2 separate regions of the Gossypium hirsutum genome follow, and region 2 is linked to region 1. Evidence: chromatin contacts called from public Hi-C data. All regions are on one chromosome and are shown on one strand. Each heading gives the region's core, a stretch centred on a gene start, on an enhancer-like site or on the middle of the called end of the contact. The rest is flanking DNA. Distances are from core to core; before and after follow the strand shown.

What was found. Hi-C and Micro-C count contacts between places; a contact is called where the count stands out from the background.
Region 2: a Hi-C map of leaf shows a contact between it and region 1, with 2.0 times the contacts expected there. The contact joins the enhancer-like site here to the promoter of LOC107888953 in region 1. A contact is called at or near these places in 11 of 34 Hi-C or Micro-C datasets (cotyledon, hypocotyl, leaf and 2 more).

Annotation. Positions count from the first base shown.
Region 1 is chrA09:57,115,434-57,123,345 of Gossypium_hirsutum_v2.1, reverse strand. LOC107888953 (bromodomain and WD repeat-containing protein 1) reads left to right here and starts at 3,891. Exons shown (of 25, transcript XM_041077734.1): 1 at 3,891-4,226; 2 at 4,436-4,555; 3 at 4,887-5,235; 4 at 5,451-5,605; 5 at 5,831-6,070; 6 at 6,488-6,597; 7 at 6,707-6,784; 8 at 6,885-6,991; 9 at 7,386-7,480; 10 at 7,558-7,673; 11 at 7,772-7,875. The coding sequence starts at 4,892.
Region 2 is chrA09:57,270,259-57,278,170 of Gossypium_hirsutum_v2.1, reverse strand. No RefSeq gene overlaps it. Among protein-coding and RNA genes, the nearest start is that of LOC107890249, 52 kb to the left of the region's middle. Within about 2 kb of position 3,785, at least 8 of the 9 cell types and tissues checked have an H3K27ac peak or open chromatin away from gene starts, as enhancers often do. A contact at or near this core is called in cotyledon, hypocotyl, leaf and 1 more, where this site is marked.

The DNA.
Region 1 (7,912 bases), core at 2,642-5,141:
GGTTTGTAAACTATTAAGACATAATTCAAATTCCCTACACTTTTTTTCAATAATGTTAACCATAAATTAAGCTCTTTAGCCGCTTTTTTTTATTGGCATATAAAAATATTGTGAAATAATTTTTGCATTATTGAAATGTTTAACCTTTTTCTCTTTCATTAATTTCTGATTTCCATAATGTCCACCATTGTTAAGTTTCAAAAGCTTTTGATTTCTGTTCAAATAATATTTCCATTTCATTCAAAAAACCATTTTCTACAAAAAAAAAGAATTATATAAATATATATAATATTTTTTTTAAAAAAAATCAGTTTATGAGTGTAAAAAAATATATTGCAATTTGGGTTAAGCTTGGATTTTGCTTAACATCAACATATAAACAGAAACTATTTATTAACGGAATAGTATTGTAAAAGCTCATGTCTTGCACGGAAAACTCATCTTCCACCATTAAATTATAAAATAAACTGAAAAATTAAATAAAAAATTAAAACATGATTGAGGATATAACAAATATGACGTTAAAATTTAAGAGGTGGGGATTGGTTGATGATGGCAGGAGAGGAAAACCAAAGGGGTTTAAGAGATGTGGGGGTTGGTTGATGGTGGGGATTAGATGCTGGAAAGTGAGGGAAAATTTGGGAGGGGGTTGACAAAAGAAAGAAAGAAGAAAGATGAAGTAGAAGCAACCCCCCTAAAAAAAAGAATAAGGAAAACTAGAAAATAAAAAATAAAATAAAAAGAAAAAAAGGTACAAGAGGACACTACGTGGTAACGTGCGATTGGCCAGCGTTGTCACGTCAGCAAAAAATTAACGGCGTTAGACTTGGGTATCAATTTAGTTGACAGAAAAAAGTTCGGGTACCAATCTGGGAAAAAAAACCATAAAATACCAATTTGGGAGAAGTTGATAAGTTCGAATACTAATTTTATATTTAACCCTTTTTTGAAGTGCTTTTTCACATTAACTTTCCGACCTCAATAGTTAAGGTACCCTAAATCCAAAATCATTAAAAACTTAAAAAAACTTCGGAAAAATAATAGTGAAAATTAGGCATATATGCCATATTTAAAACGAATTTAGCAAATTAGGTTGATTTTTTTCAAATTTAAGAAAATAGGTCAATTTTGAAGAGAGAAACTGATGCGTTGTTGAGAGCACCAAAAATATCCTATTCCCTGTAAAATAATGAAAAAGAACAGTAAAGGGGAAGTAGGGTCGAATCCTCAGGGATCGGATTATACGAATGCTTGTTTCTCGAAATTCTGGGCAGAATCGTGCCCAAAAAAACCTGCGTGGCAGAAAAAAATAAAAATAACAGAATTAAAGATTTGATTTGGAAAAGAATGAAAAACAGAATCTAAAGTTGACTGAAATTATGATTACGAAAATAATAAAAATAATAAAGAGAGTTAAAGGAAAAGAAATTCTTATTGATAAATTCCAGCCTCCAATTGTCTCATTCCGCCTTGGGTTCGATCCTTGGCTTTTAAATGACCCTTCTCAACTCAAGTAAGCCAGTTATAGTGGAAGAGGACGCCTACGACCACCAGCTCCAAAGATTAGACTTACGATTTTTAGGGAACCTGACTCTAGCCAGTAATCTATGCTAGATCAACGCTTCTCAATGGCGAATCCCATGCCATTTTGTCTCTTTGGCTCGCCAACCTCTGACGCAGTAAGTTAACGAACCGACTATCCAATCCTTCCAAAACATACAAAGCGGCCGCCTTTGCATATGCTAAAAAGCTTACTTCTTAAGGGCCATGGACGGAAGCGTCAGCCCGTAGTGCGGAGAAACGATGAATACTTGACTAGAAGGCTAAGTACGGATTCTAGGCCTCAAGAACCCTTTTTGGAGAATATTGACAACTTTCGGCTAGATAGATTTTAGTGGCTCATAATAATGGTGGAAAAAAAATAAATATAAAAATAGAAAAAGGAATTTTATTGAAAGAAAATATGAAGAAACAAAAGCCTAGACTTTCAGGGGGAGAGAAAGATGAATACAAATAGAGTCACTTCACCCCTTATTTATAGTGCTAGGAAGATAGTCTAATTGAACTTAAATTCTAAAAAGATAAATACATTTAATTAAAGATAAATAAAGATAATTGAAATAAAATCCTAAATTTGAATAATCATAATAATTATCTTAATATTTAATTATCCTAATATAAATAAAATGGAGTCTTATAAAATAAAATCTCGTCTTTTTGCGTTTTTAGTCCTTGTGTCGCATATCAGCCCAATGTGTCTCCAAATTCGCACTTTTGTCCCTTAATTTTGCTTTTGCCTCCAAATCAGTTCCTAAAAGATAAAAAGACATAAATAGCTTAAATTAGTAGGATCAAGCTCAGAATAAACACATGATTAATACATAAAAATACGTTATTCTAGAGCATTATCAGAAACTTAACCTCTTACAAGAGGCGTTTTCATCCCATGTTAGTTCAAGATTTTCAACTTCTCCCCCGTGCCACATCAATATAACCGTTTTTGACCTTTTTTTTTTAATTTAAAATTTTTAACCTTTGGATTCCAACTAAAGCATCATATTTAATATTTAAAAATTTGTTGAAAAAAATATATTTACTTGCTTATATGATCTTAATTCAATCATTTGTTTTTATTTTTTGTTTTATAAATTATTTTTAGTGAAAATAATGAAAATAAATTTTTTATTTTCTCAATTTTACATATTTTATTTTTCAAAAATCATTTTTAAAATTTTCAATCGAACATGTTGTCTTTTATATTTTTCATTTTTGAATATTGTAAATAATTGAATTAATTTGAATTAAAATTTATAAGCTTAATCGTTTTTTCCGAAATCAACTTAAATATGTTGGATTTATTTTAGTTTAAGAAAAAAAGAATGTCTCCTTTTCTTATAATAATAAAAAATAATATATATTATATCATAAAAGTTAATAATTAAAAAATAACATCTAATTTAGAATTCAAATCCTAATAACTTTAGTAAATTTTTATGCTAGAAGTTTGCAGTTTAAATTTTCTAAATAAAAATTATATCAACCTTGAATTTGATATATTCAAATGATTTGTTGGGATAAATATTCATCAACTTCGTATCAATGTGTAATTTGATCATAAATTTTAATTTGGTACAATTATATCTATTAAACTTAAATTAGAGTTTGTATGTATATATAAAATTTTAATTTTGATTCAATTGTACACATTTAAAAAAATAAATAGGTACATTTATTTTCATACTAGATTCATTTATTATTTGTATGTACAATATATCAACGTAAAATGATGCTAATTCAATAACGGTGTTAGTGATTTGTGAAAACTGAATCAAATCAAAATTTCATGTAAATAATAGTACAAAATCAAAGTTCATGTATGATATTATACATTGAATTAAAGTTCATTTATAATTTTAATATTTATCCCTTTAAAAATTAATAAAAAAATTAAATTAAAAAAATAAAAATAATTATGCTAATGTGGCAAGAAAGAGAAACTGAAAACGCCAATATTTCCAACAATAGGCATTTTCAGCTATTTTCTTCAAAATCAATCTATTTCCCTAAATTAGAAAAAAATCAGCCTAATTTGCTAGCTTCGTTTTAAAAGTGGTACATATGGCTAATTTTCCCAAAATTCTACAGGTAACAGGAGCTGCAATTAAGACAAAAACCAAAGCCAATAGGGTCCCACTGATTTGTGGGCTTGTCATCTTTTAAGTACAAACAAGCGCACCTCAAATAGCCAGAAAAACCAAAAACCCAGCCCAGCGGAGCCCATAAAACGGCGCCGCTTTCTCAGAGATATCGTCAAAACACGCGCTACCTTTCACGCGCGTAAGTGAGCATCGTAAAAGATATAAAAACGCTGCGTTGAATCCTCGGTTCTCTCATCTTCTTTGTTTTCTCTTCCTCCTTTTATCTCGAGAAATCCCTTCGTTTATTTTTTCTCTCTCTTAAACCCCCAAACAGAAAAACACAAACACACAGAAGCTACCTTCCTAGAATTTTCAAAATAAATATTCGTCATTTCGCGCGTGTCCCTCACTCGCTATCTTCCTTTCGAAATTTTCTCCATTGTTATTGAAATTAAAATTTTAGCTATTATTTTTTCTTCACTCGATCCCCATTCCCACTTTAAATCCTTCCTTTTAAGTTGAAGAAGATAACACTGAAACCTCCAAAACGCGTCGTTTTGCTCCTGAAAAGAATCTTATGCATTGAAGGTAATCTTTCTTATATACCACTTCTTGTTTTTCTATATTTTTTCCTTGTTATTTTTTTTCAAAATTCAATTTATTTTAGTTATTTTGGCTGCAAGTTCTTTGTGCGTGCATCGCACTGAATGTCGAATTTGGTAGTTTTTTTTGGTTTTCTTTTTTAGTTAAGAATTTATTGTTATTGATTGTTAGCAGTGGAAATCTTTTGAATTTAGGGTTTTTGATCTGTTCTTGTTGTTGCGGGCCTTTGCATTGTGGATTTCCAAATGCGCGGTAGAGATTTTCGTGTTTCCGGTGACTGCCCATCCGGTTAATCCACCTGGTACGCTCTGAAGGTATTTTTGCGAATTTTAAATGTTTATGCTTTGATATTGAACGAATTTGAAGTGAATTCCTAAATTGAGGTATCTATTGAGAGAAGCTGAAAGTCACTTTGCTGTTATATTTTGTATATGTTCAACTTGGGGTTTGGAGGGTTTTCGTGTTTGTGCTGAGATCTTAGGTTTTCCCTCTTCTAGATTTTTTACAGTAGTTTTGCGTTGGACTGAAAGGATGGTTTGGTTATAAATGTCATTGCAGTTTTGTTTTTGATGTATTGTTTCCATGTGTGAATAAGATCGAACTTATCGCATGTTATTCTGTTGATTTTATTATTCTAATGTGCAGGTTATATGGCTCTCCAGAAATATGTTCCCTCCAGTGATTCTCCTTCTGTTAGGATGAAGCCATTGAGTTTTTCCACTAAGGTGCGAGCTCAACTTGCAGATGGAGAGACAGATGATTCTAAGAAGCATAACGTAGATGTTGATCTCAGGGAAGTTTACTTTTTGATTATGCATTTCCTTTCAACTGGTCCTTGTAAAAGAACATGTGGACAGTTTTGGAATGAATTGCTTGAAAATCAACTTCTACCTAGAAGGTATCATGCTTGGTATTCAAGGAAAGGGGAAGATAGTGGTCATGAAAATGATGATGGCTTGTCATTCCCTTTAAGTTATGCTCAGTTGGTGGAGAGGTATGATATTAGCTTTTAGTTTTGTTTAACGTGATCATAAGATGTCTATTGAATAGCACATAAGATGTCTATTGAATAGCAGGCTATGTGTATGGTGTTTCAAATGACAAAGGCAACTTATTTTATAACTAAGTAGCAACAGACACTTTATGAGTTTCATGCAGCATTTTATGAAAAAGTTTGACTTGTTTCTTGTGCCATTTATGCTTTTGTAGGAATCCTCACATTGAAAAAGATCACTTGATAAAGCTTTTGAAGCAGTTGTTATTAACTGCACCCTCCCAATCCAAAGACAAAAGTGCAAGACACACTCCAAATGCTGCTGATGTCCCCACTCTTTTAGGAACGGGGCCCTTTTCTCTTTTGAGCTGTAGGTGGCTTTTTTTCAGCCATGAAACATATTCCTTTGCGCTTTAAACTTGGAACTTTATTAGAACAAAAATATCAAGTCCTCATTATTTTTTGGTTTTTGAGATACTACTTCAATGGATTATAAAAGAACTTCTCTTGCCCATTCTTCCAATTTTCTTTTCAGGAATTTTATTCTGCCTCAAATTTTAAGTTATTCTTAAATTTGATTTTCATCTTCTCTCAGATGATGACAACAAAGGAAAAAGTGAAGCCAAACGTCCTCCTGTTCATATGCGTTGGCCTCATATGCATGCAGATCAGGTTCGTGGGCTGGGTTTAAGGGAAATTGGGGGTGGTTTCACAAGACATCATCGGTCCCCATCTATTCGTGCAGCATGTTATGCCATTGCAAAACCATCAACTATGGTGCAGAAGATGCAAAATATCAAGAGGTTGCGAGGGCACCGGAATGCTGTCTATTGTGGTATATCTTTGTCTTCATATTTGCAGTTTGAGCCATGCATAATTCTTTATTGCTGAGTAACCTTCATACCATGTGCTTCAGATTTGGTGTTAATTAGGCTATTTGTTTGTCATAAATTAAGCATGCATGCTTGTTAACCCATCCCCTCCCCCCCCCCCCCCCCAAAAAAAAATATATATATATATATAGGCACACTTGCAGAGAAGGTATTATGTTGATATACTTGTGAGCTCATTAAAGATTCCTTTCCTACGCTTTTTTATGGGTTCTAGCTTTTCTGTGGTCTCTCCTGCTTTTCTTTCTGTATTTGAACGTTTTGAGCAGTTACCACTTTCACTCAAAAGCTCCAACTTGACAAGATTTTTCTTGGCATCATGAACTTGAGTTTGTTTTCTTTTTACTGTATGCAAATTGCAGCAATATTTGATCGATCTGGGAGGTATGTCATTACTGGTTCTGATGACCGTCTTGTGAAAATCTGGTCTATGGAGACTGCATATTGCTTAGCTAGCTGCCGTGGACATGAAGTGAGTTTTATGAGCTATAATGCACTTCTTGCAAATTTTAGTTTTTATTTATTTTCCTATCTGTGGTTTCTTTTAGTTACACGTTACATTATTTCTGTTTGGATGAAAGGGTGACATAACTGACCTGGCTGTCAGTTCCAATAATTTTATGGTGGCGTCTGCTTCGAATGACTGTATTATTCGTGTTGTAAGCTTTCCTGCATCTTACTGATTCTTGTTTCTCTTCCTGCTCAAGAATATTATATTTTTATTCAATGATTGTTATTTTGTTTCCTGCTTGCTGACAGTGGCACTTGCCAGATGGGCAACCAATTTCAGTTCTGCGAGGACATACCGGAGCTGTTACTGCCATTGCTTTTAGCCCTAGGCCAGGCTCTGTATATCAGCTTCTATCGTAAGACTGATTCCTAATTGTCAAAACTGCCAAATTCTGTCATCTTGTCCCCTCACCTAGAAATTAAGTAAATAGTAGTTGGCCCTACAATGTCATATAATACAAGTTGAAATTGCCAACTATGGCTCCCCCCAACCCCCCTCCAAAAAAAAAAAAAAAAAAAAACTCGACAGAGGCGTACAGAAGATACTTTCTAATATTTTTAGTTTTATAGGTATTACCCGCATGGTTTATTTCTCCTTACTGATTTTGGTGATTATATGATTGTTTTTTGGTATTACCCTAAATCTTTAAGTCCTTCACTCTGTGGTTGATATTAGATTGATGTTAGCTTTTGGTACATGGTTTCTGTTTGCTTTGAAATTAAAATGTAGGGTTTCCTGAAACTATGTAGGTCATCTGATGATGGGACATGTAGGATATGGGATGCTAGGAATGCCGAAATCCGTCCTCGGATATACGTTCCAAAGCCTTCAGATTCTTTAGCTGGTTTGTTACCTTTGTATCCGTAACTTTAATGCTTCTTGATGGACGGATTTTACATAGCAATACTAAAATGGTTGCAGGAAAGAACAGTGGTTCATCTTCAACTTCTGGGCAACAGAGCCATCAAATTTTTTGTTGTGCTTTCAATGCTAATGGAACTGTCTTCGTCACTGGTAGCTCAGACACTTTAGCTAGGGTATGAGTTCCTATTCCAAGATTTTGTCCTGCTTTATGACCTCTTTTATTTTTGTACTAGTTTAGGTGTAGAATGTCATATTTCTCTATCATTTGCAGGTGTGGGTTGCTTGTAAACCCAACACTGATGATTCAGATCAACCAAATCATGAGATTGACGTGTTATCTGGACATGAGAATGATGTAAATTATGTGCAATTCAGGTCTGTTTATCATACTCTATTGCTCAGTAATTTTATT
Region 2 (7,912 bases), core at 2,536-5,035, 150 kb before region 1:
ACTATGCCAGAAAAATATTGTTAGTGAGTCATCTGCTTAATTTTGTACCATGCACGACCTTTTTGGGGGTGGCATGTAGATCTGCTTTATAATCAGCTTGTATAATGATTTGTAACTTTTGGTTAGGATATTGTTATTTAAGAACTTTTGTGAACTATTGAAGTATGTATTTTAATCTAAGGAATTGTAGTTTATGAGATTTTCTTTTTGACATATATGTCAAATGGTTTTGAATGTTATTTTAATCGACAATGATGCACTTGAAACTATTGTAAGGTAAATAATTCAAATTGAGATTTATATAATTTATCAACTTATATAAGGCTTTTGCTAAATTTTTTACTTGGCATACTACTAATTTGATTGTTTTGTCTTTGTCATAATTAGGTTTACACCAAGACCTCGATCATTTGAAAAATTTTCAAGTGTTTTTGTTAAACTCGATTGGTTTTATGTTGTGATATACCACATCCAGATCTGGAGATCGGGTCGGGCGTGGGTGTTACAGTTGAACTTACCCTTTCAAGTCATCAACCAATCTAGTTATTTCAAATATTCCAATTTCAAACCTTAACATGTCAAACCATTCAAGAGCATGATTACTATTTTCATAGCATCCACCTGACCAAATATGCATCTATAAGTTATATACTATGCCAAACATTCAAATTCAATTATCACCACATTCATCAATTAGTTAACAACTTCAAATCTCAAAGTACATGCTAAAGAACCCTTATATACCACAACCTTAAACCAAAATAAACTTATCACTATTGAATCAGTGATAGTGTGAGCTTTGAAATGATCTGCCTTAACGAGTTGTAAAAGGTGGCAATCTATAAGGGAGAGAAAATAACTAAGGTAAGCACTAAGAATGCTTAGTAAGTTCAAATCAAAGATATTATACTTACCTTATTATTATGCAAGTATAAATGGTACCTTAGTTGTCATTTTTTTTCTAGAACATAGCACTCACATATCAACAAGGTGAGCTTAAACAATGTACAAGATCATCAAATTTTGCATGTTACTTAAGCATACCGATTTATATTACTATCTTATACTTATCACAATGATATATTCAATTAGAGAATCATAAATCTATATCAATCATACATGAATAAGACAATCACTTTTCTCCTCTATAAGTTATATTAATGTTGGATCTGGTGCCTTAAGTGTAGTATATTCGTTTGTAAACTTGTAATTTTTTCAAACATATTGGTTAATAAAATAATTCATGAATTACATTAATATTTTTTTTGTATACTGCCATCATGTGGTTTTTGTATCTAAGCAAAATAGAAGCAAATATTAGCTCAATGGTTGTCTAACGTTTAAACTAATACTAAGCGGTATTACGTGGTTAGATCATAATACAAAAAGACAACTTATGTTAGTAGACGTACCTAAATATTTTCTTAGTCTAATCGGGAATGAGCAATCCAATTGAAAGAATAATATGTCCTCTATCAAGTCCAATTAGGGAGATACTTTTATAATTTAATTAATTGTTAATTAAGCTAAATTAATTAGTTTAGTTTATCCATTAATCACATATAATGGAATATGCCATCATCATCATCCACCAACACCTATTTGAAAATGGTTTTATTAATATTTTGGACCTTTGGTTAATTGTTATTTAGGTCCCTGAACCTTTGGCCAATTTAAAAACTTATAGTGATTAGACTTTTAAATTTAGTCCGTGAGCCTAAATTAACTATTTAATCGACAAATTTGCTCGATAAAATTTTAATATATTTTTATAATATTTCTGTAAATATTCATATTTAATATTTATGGACTCGGCTTATGGGAATGGAGTTCCGAAATCACATTTTTCAGTACCACTAAAAATCTTGCCGTTATAATTTATGTGTTTAAGTAAACTATATAATGATAATGTCTAGAGAATGATATGGTCATTCTTAAATGTCTTTAGTCAAGTATTATTGTGGGTTTAGACAATAATATACTGAACTTACTTGCTATGAAAATGTTTCTTGGATTATTATGTAATAATCATAACATTTCTCATAGTTATAGTTGTTTGTATGATCCTTAGACTTGAGATCATCCCTGTTCCAACATTGTGAGTCATATGCTTTGACACAGTCAAACGTCTTCCGAAAATGGTTGTATTATAAAGGCTGATGTTAGGTGTGCCATAATCTGTATAGTGGAATGTGAGTGATCAAGAAAGGATTTGTCCCTCCTACATAATGGGAGAAATATCTCATGCCTTTGATTGATTGAAACTAGAAATGCATGGTCATGCTCATATGAGTTGACATGAGATTTCACACTTATTTGTTTATCTTGTCTACTCGACAATCAAGAAATAAAAGATTGGGCTATACAAATGTGACTATTCCATGACTTGTGTTTAATCAAAGATATAAATGACAAAAAGATATTCTATATAATATTATCACAGAAGACCACATCGAACCACGACTTCCTATAACTTAGGTAGTAGTGACGCATTTCTAGATGTCATCATTGTTTGTAACATTAGAATTATTTTAATGTTATTGCTAACATTATAGGATTCTATAGAGTCACACCCTTTAGTTGAGACGATCTGAATATAATGAAAATTGAGATTATATTTAATATGTCATAAAAGTTAATTTAATTATAGAAATATTGTAATAATTAAGTTAATTTTATAATGTTAAAATTAATCATAATATATGTATACACTTGATGCTTATGTATAGAGGATTAAATTAAAATAAATGTGAAAATCTATACATATTTGAATTTATAAATATGCCTTTTCGAGTATATTAAATATTATATTTAATAAAATTCGGGTAAGGAGATTATGTTAGGATTTAATTGAAATTGATATCTTCTTATGTAAGGGAGAAAATGAGGTTTAAAAAGATAATACCTTATCTTTCCACTTAGTGGTTAATGGCCATTAAAAGTAGTTTTGAATAAAAAGATAAGTTTAATCTCAATTTCTTTTTACCCAAAATACTATCTTTGACTTGTAACGAAAAGTAGTTTTCTTTCTAAAAGGTTCTGAGAGATTTTCCAATCATGCTTTTTCAAGTGGATCAAGCAGACGTCAAAATTTTACATTGTGGCCGGGGTTGGACATAAACAGAGGAATCACTTTTGTGCCAGTGATGTTTCCAGATTTTAAAGGCATATTTTTGAATTTTTCTTGCACATGAATTCGCGGTTTGTGATTGATGGAAGCTTTTTTTTCCGCTATGCCATACAACATAACGAGGCTCCAACAACGACATCTCATCAAATGTAATCAATTTTTAAAATTTTTTAATTATATGAATCTTTTAAAAGAGTTTTTAGTGAGGTGTCAGACAATATACCAAAGGTATGATATAATGAATTTTAAGTGTTGGTAATGGCTGAAATATATCCGAAATTTCATGCAAACGAAAAACAAGTTTCAACCGAATTTGGTATACGATTTGTTCCATTGGTTCAACCAACAGAAATAAAAACAGAATTTTGATTCGCATTTTGGTGTTTAAATTTCGATTAAAACTAAATTAATTGATCGAATCGATTTAATTCAGTTAATTAGTCGGTTAACCAATTTAATTCAGTCGGAAGTCAGTTAAATTTTTTTTTGAAATTTTGAATAACGATTAATTCAACTCAAAATCAGATAATTAATCGAATTAACCGAACTTAATAATTAATATTATATTAACAATTAACCCACTGTCCACTACCCACTACCCACTACCCACCTAAGCCCCAACCAGCAACCCAATTCAATATAATTTATAAACCCAACCCAATTCTTTAAACTAAAAGTAATTTAATAACTTAATAATAAAACCTAAACATCCTCAAAGCAAAAAAAAAAATAATATCTACAGGCAACCGCCCTTTGAACTAAACATTGTAGTAACCCTAAACTAAAAATTATCTGAAATTCAAATCCCTGAACCCAATAACCCTAAATCTCTAATCCCATCTCCCCAAATTGAAAATCCTCCGAAATCTCCCAAAATCCCTTCTAACGACAATCACCGGCTTCGAGTTCACCTTCACTCACCGCCGTCCAGTCACCATCATCTTCGAGTGACGCCCTAACCCGACAGCCCGAAACATTCATTACCGTCCGACGTCCACCACCACCAAGTCACTAAATCCCCCCTACTTTTCTCTATTGATTGTCTTTGATTTTTATCCTACTCTTCTTTGTTGATTATGTCTGGTTTGAATTGGGTCTTTGCTCTTTTGATTGCTTTAATTGCTTAAAAAAAGAAGCCAAAAAAATAAAACATACCGTTTTAAGGACTTGTTAAAGTCTAGTTCTTGAAGCTTTCCAGGTAGGAAATTCTTCTTCTTGGAAAGGGTTTTAGTGGGTTTTGACAAATCCACAAATAACCCCTATATGAAACGAATAACAAGGCCTGGAATGAACTTTTCAGGTTTGAAACTTACTCCTAACAATGCACTTCACTGTTTCTGCAGCTTCTGATATTGAATAACCACAATCAATTGGCACAAATTAAAAATAAAAAAGAGAAAAAAAAAGCCAAAAGTTAACGAAGTGACTGAAAAGTACCTTGTTAATTCGGTTAATTTTTTAATATATTTTATATTTATTTTAATAAAAAAATTAAAAATATATAAATTTCGATTAATTCTTGATTGAATTAATTAAAATAATTTAGTTTAGTTATTTTTTTAAAAAAAAATCATTCAATTAACTATTAAGAGTTTAAAATTTGGGTAAATTAAAAAATAGTCACTTTTGTTTGTTTCATGTTATATTTTAGTCATTTATATTTGAAATATTACGTTTTAGTCACTTATGTTATTTGTTACAAAGTGATCACTCTTCCGTTAAGTTTCGTTATCTCCTTAATGGTAATCCTACGTGGCAGTCCAACTAGATTTTAAGTGCCAACTTGAATTTTCTAATGGGATGAGAATAGATTTTTTATTAAATAAATTTAATTAATTAAAGATTTTAAACCCTAAATCTTAGTTAAAAAACTATTCATCTCCCCATTTTTTTAGTTTTCTTTTTCAATGACTAAAACAGCTATTATCATCAAAAAAAATTATTCACCTACGAAAACAAAAGAGGATTCAATGGAGGGTCCAGGTATGTCTTCTTCACCGACAAACTTATGTTCTAAAACTTAAAATGAAATGGTTGTCGAAAAATAAGAATATGGTAATCATTTTTGTTCCTAATCATTGTATTTTTAAATTCTTCACGTTCTTGAATAATTAGTTTCTCAATCCGATTTTTTCTGATTTGAATCGGCTTGTTTGTTCACAATCCCTTTGCGGGTATCCCTTTTTTTTATCTGAAATTCTTTTAGTTGTTAATATTCATATCAAGAATTTTAATTTAGGGTTTTCATTAAACAATAAAAAATTCAATCTTTTGTTTTTCAGTATTGAATAAAAGAGATAGATGAATGCAAAGAAAACATACCTGAACCCTCCATTGAATCCATCTTTATGAAGCAGTCAATTTGATTTCAACTATTTTGATCTTAATAATAGTTTTTCCAATCAAATGAAAAAAAAACATTGAAAAAAAAAAGAAGAGACTGAAGAAAAATTAAAAAGAGGAAATGAACAGATTTTTTAGTTAAGATTTAGGTTTAAAAATTTTAATTAATTAAATTTTTAATTAAAAACCTATTTTCATCCCATTTAAAAATCCAAGTTGGCATCTAGAATCTAGTTGGACTGCCATGTAGGATAATCGTTAGAGAGAAAACGGAACTTAACGGTAGAGTGATCACTTCGTAACAAAATAGTAACATAAGTGACTAAAACGTAACATTTCAAACATAAGTGACTAAAATGTAACCTGAAGCAAACAAAAGTGACTATTTTTATAGATTACCCTTAAAATTTTTGATTAATTTTAATTCAAGTTGATTAACTTTAAAGCTTTAATTACACTTATCTGATCCACCTTTTAAAGCGAAGCCTAGCTGCAAATTATAATATTAATATTATATGCATTTGGTGGGCAGTGTTTTACTTCCGGTCTCATCTACCTAGCCAGACTCTGTTTATTTCGTTTTGGATATAGTTCAATGCAAGACAGCCGTTCCCATTTTATTTTATTTTATAAAGAAGTATTTCATTAAAAAACTACAATCAGAAGAGTGAGAAAAAATATACCGTGTAATCATTCATTAATAAAAGAATTATTCAGATTTAACCATTGTTTAATACAATTAGGAGATTGGTTACACCAAATATCTGTATTGCCAACCTCCTAAAGATTTTATCTCATCATTTAGATTATTTAAACTAGATATTAACTCATCATTGTCTACAAAATATTTAATAACTATTGATGAATCATTTTTCACTTTTTTTAAAAAAAAAATTAGATTTGTTTTAGAAGATTCGTCGAGAGTTGACAAATTCTTCAATAATGATCAATATTATGTTAATCAAGTGATATTTATCTTACTTACAAATGTCATATAATGGTATAAGTTCAAATACTATCAAGAGAAAATATCCACATTTTCTTGATCACACTTTAAGAACCTTTTGAAATTTTTTACGAAATTAAAAGATAAAACCCAAAAATAAAATTAAACATAGGACATACAAGCTACAATATCAACCATGGTTGAAAGATCCGTTACTCTAGGCCAACGAAACTTTTAGAAAATTATATCCATGAATTATCCATGTTCTAGTAGCCACGAAAGAAGCATATTAGTCCTACATAATAGCACCAAGCTCCACATGTTCAGCTTTACAAAGCCATGTGCAGGTTTAAGCTACCCAACGGATAAAAAGTTCTCCGTGAAACTTAAGTTCTAATTAATCGAATTAATTAACTAATCCAAATAAATAATATATTATATATCTATGAGATTAAGATTCTATTTGATAAAGTATTAAAAAAAACCCAATCAACTGAAAATTAATATTTTTCTACAAACTATTAAATAGAATTTTTCAAAAAAAATGTTAGAAAATAATAAATTTAATTTAATTATATTAACTTTTATCAAACAATCTATTTAAATTCTATATTTAATTTAATTATTTATTTCTTTTATAAATACATTACCTTTATCAAATAACCTATTTATATTCCATATTTAATTTTAAGTTCTATAATTTAAATTCTAACATTTAATTTTTCTATTCATTAAAGATGGCTAAAGACTATATGCTCAATAGATAAAAACTAGTAGACTTATAAATATTTATAAAATGAGACAAAAAAATGTTAAAAAATAAAAAAAATAACAAAAACAAAAATGGCAATATATATAAAATTTAACAAAATAAAATTTTTGCAGACTGAGTTTAAATTCAGTGGCATTGGCATTGTTGCCAGTATAAGAGGACGTTGGTTCGAGCACATTGAAGCATGTTTATCCTCCTATTTGAGGGTTAGTGAGGTGCTATAAGTAATTCTAAAGATTTGTATAAAATAAAAACTTAATAAAAATTGTCATTCTTTTAAAAAAATTATTTAAAAAAAACAATATTTATATTTTGTTTGTCATGTTTTAAACTTGTTTGGAAAAAAAACCATGTACAACTCGATTAATTTGATTATCAACTGAATTAACTAAAATTAGTTCCGATTTGGTTAATAAGTTACAAAAATTTTTGACTTCATTAACTGTTAAAGATTTCAATTTTTAATTAACTCGATAAACAGTAATTTAATTTGGGTATTAATTGAACTAACCGTTTGAACACCTTTACACATCTCATCCATACAAACATCTCATATCAAGTTGGATGCCACATGTAAATCAAATCTAGTTGGAAGGAGATTATGAAACATCCTCCAACCAAAAATAAGAATTTTACTATGTAATTTAAGCTTCTAGAGGACCTTCCATAGAAACTCATGAAATACCATTAGTATCTATAAACATAACATCACTCTGTACGA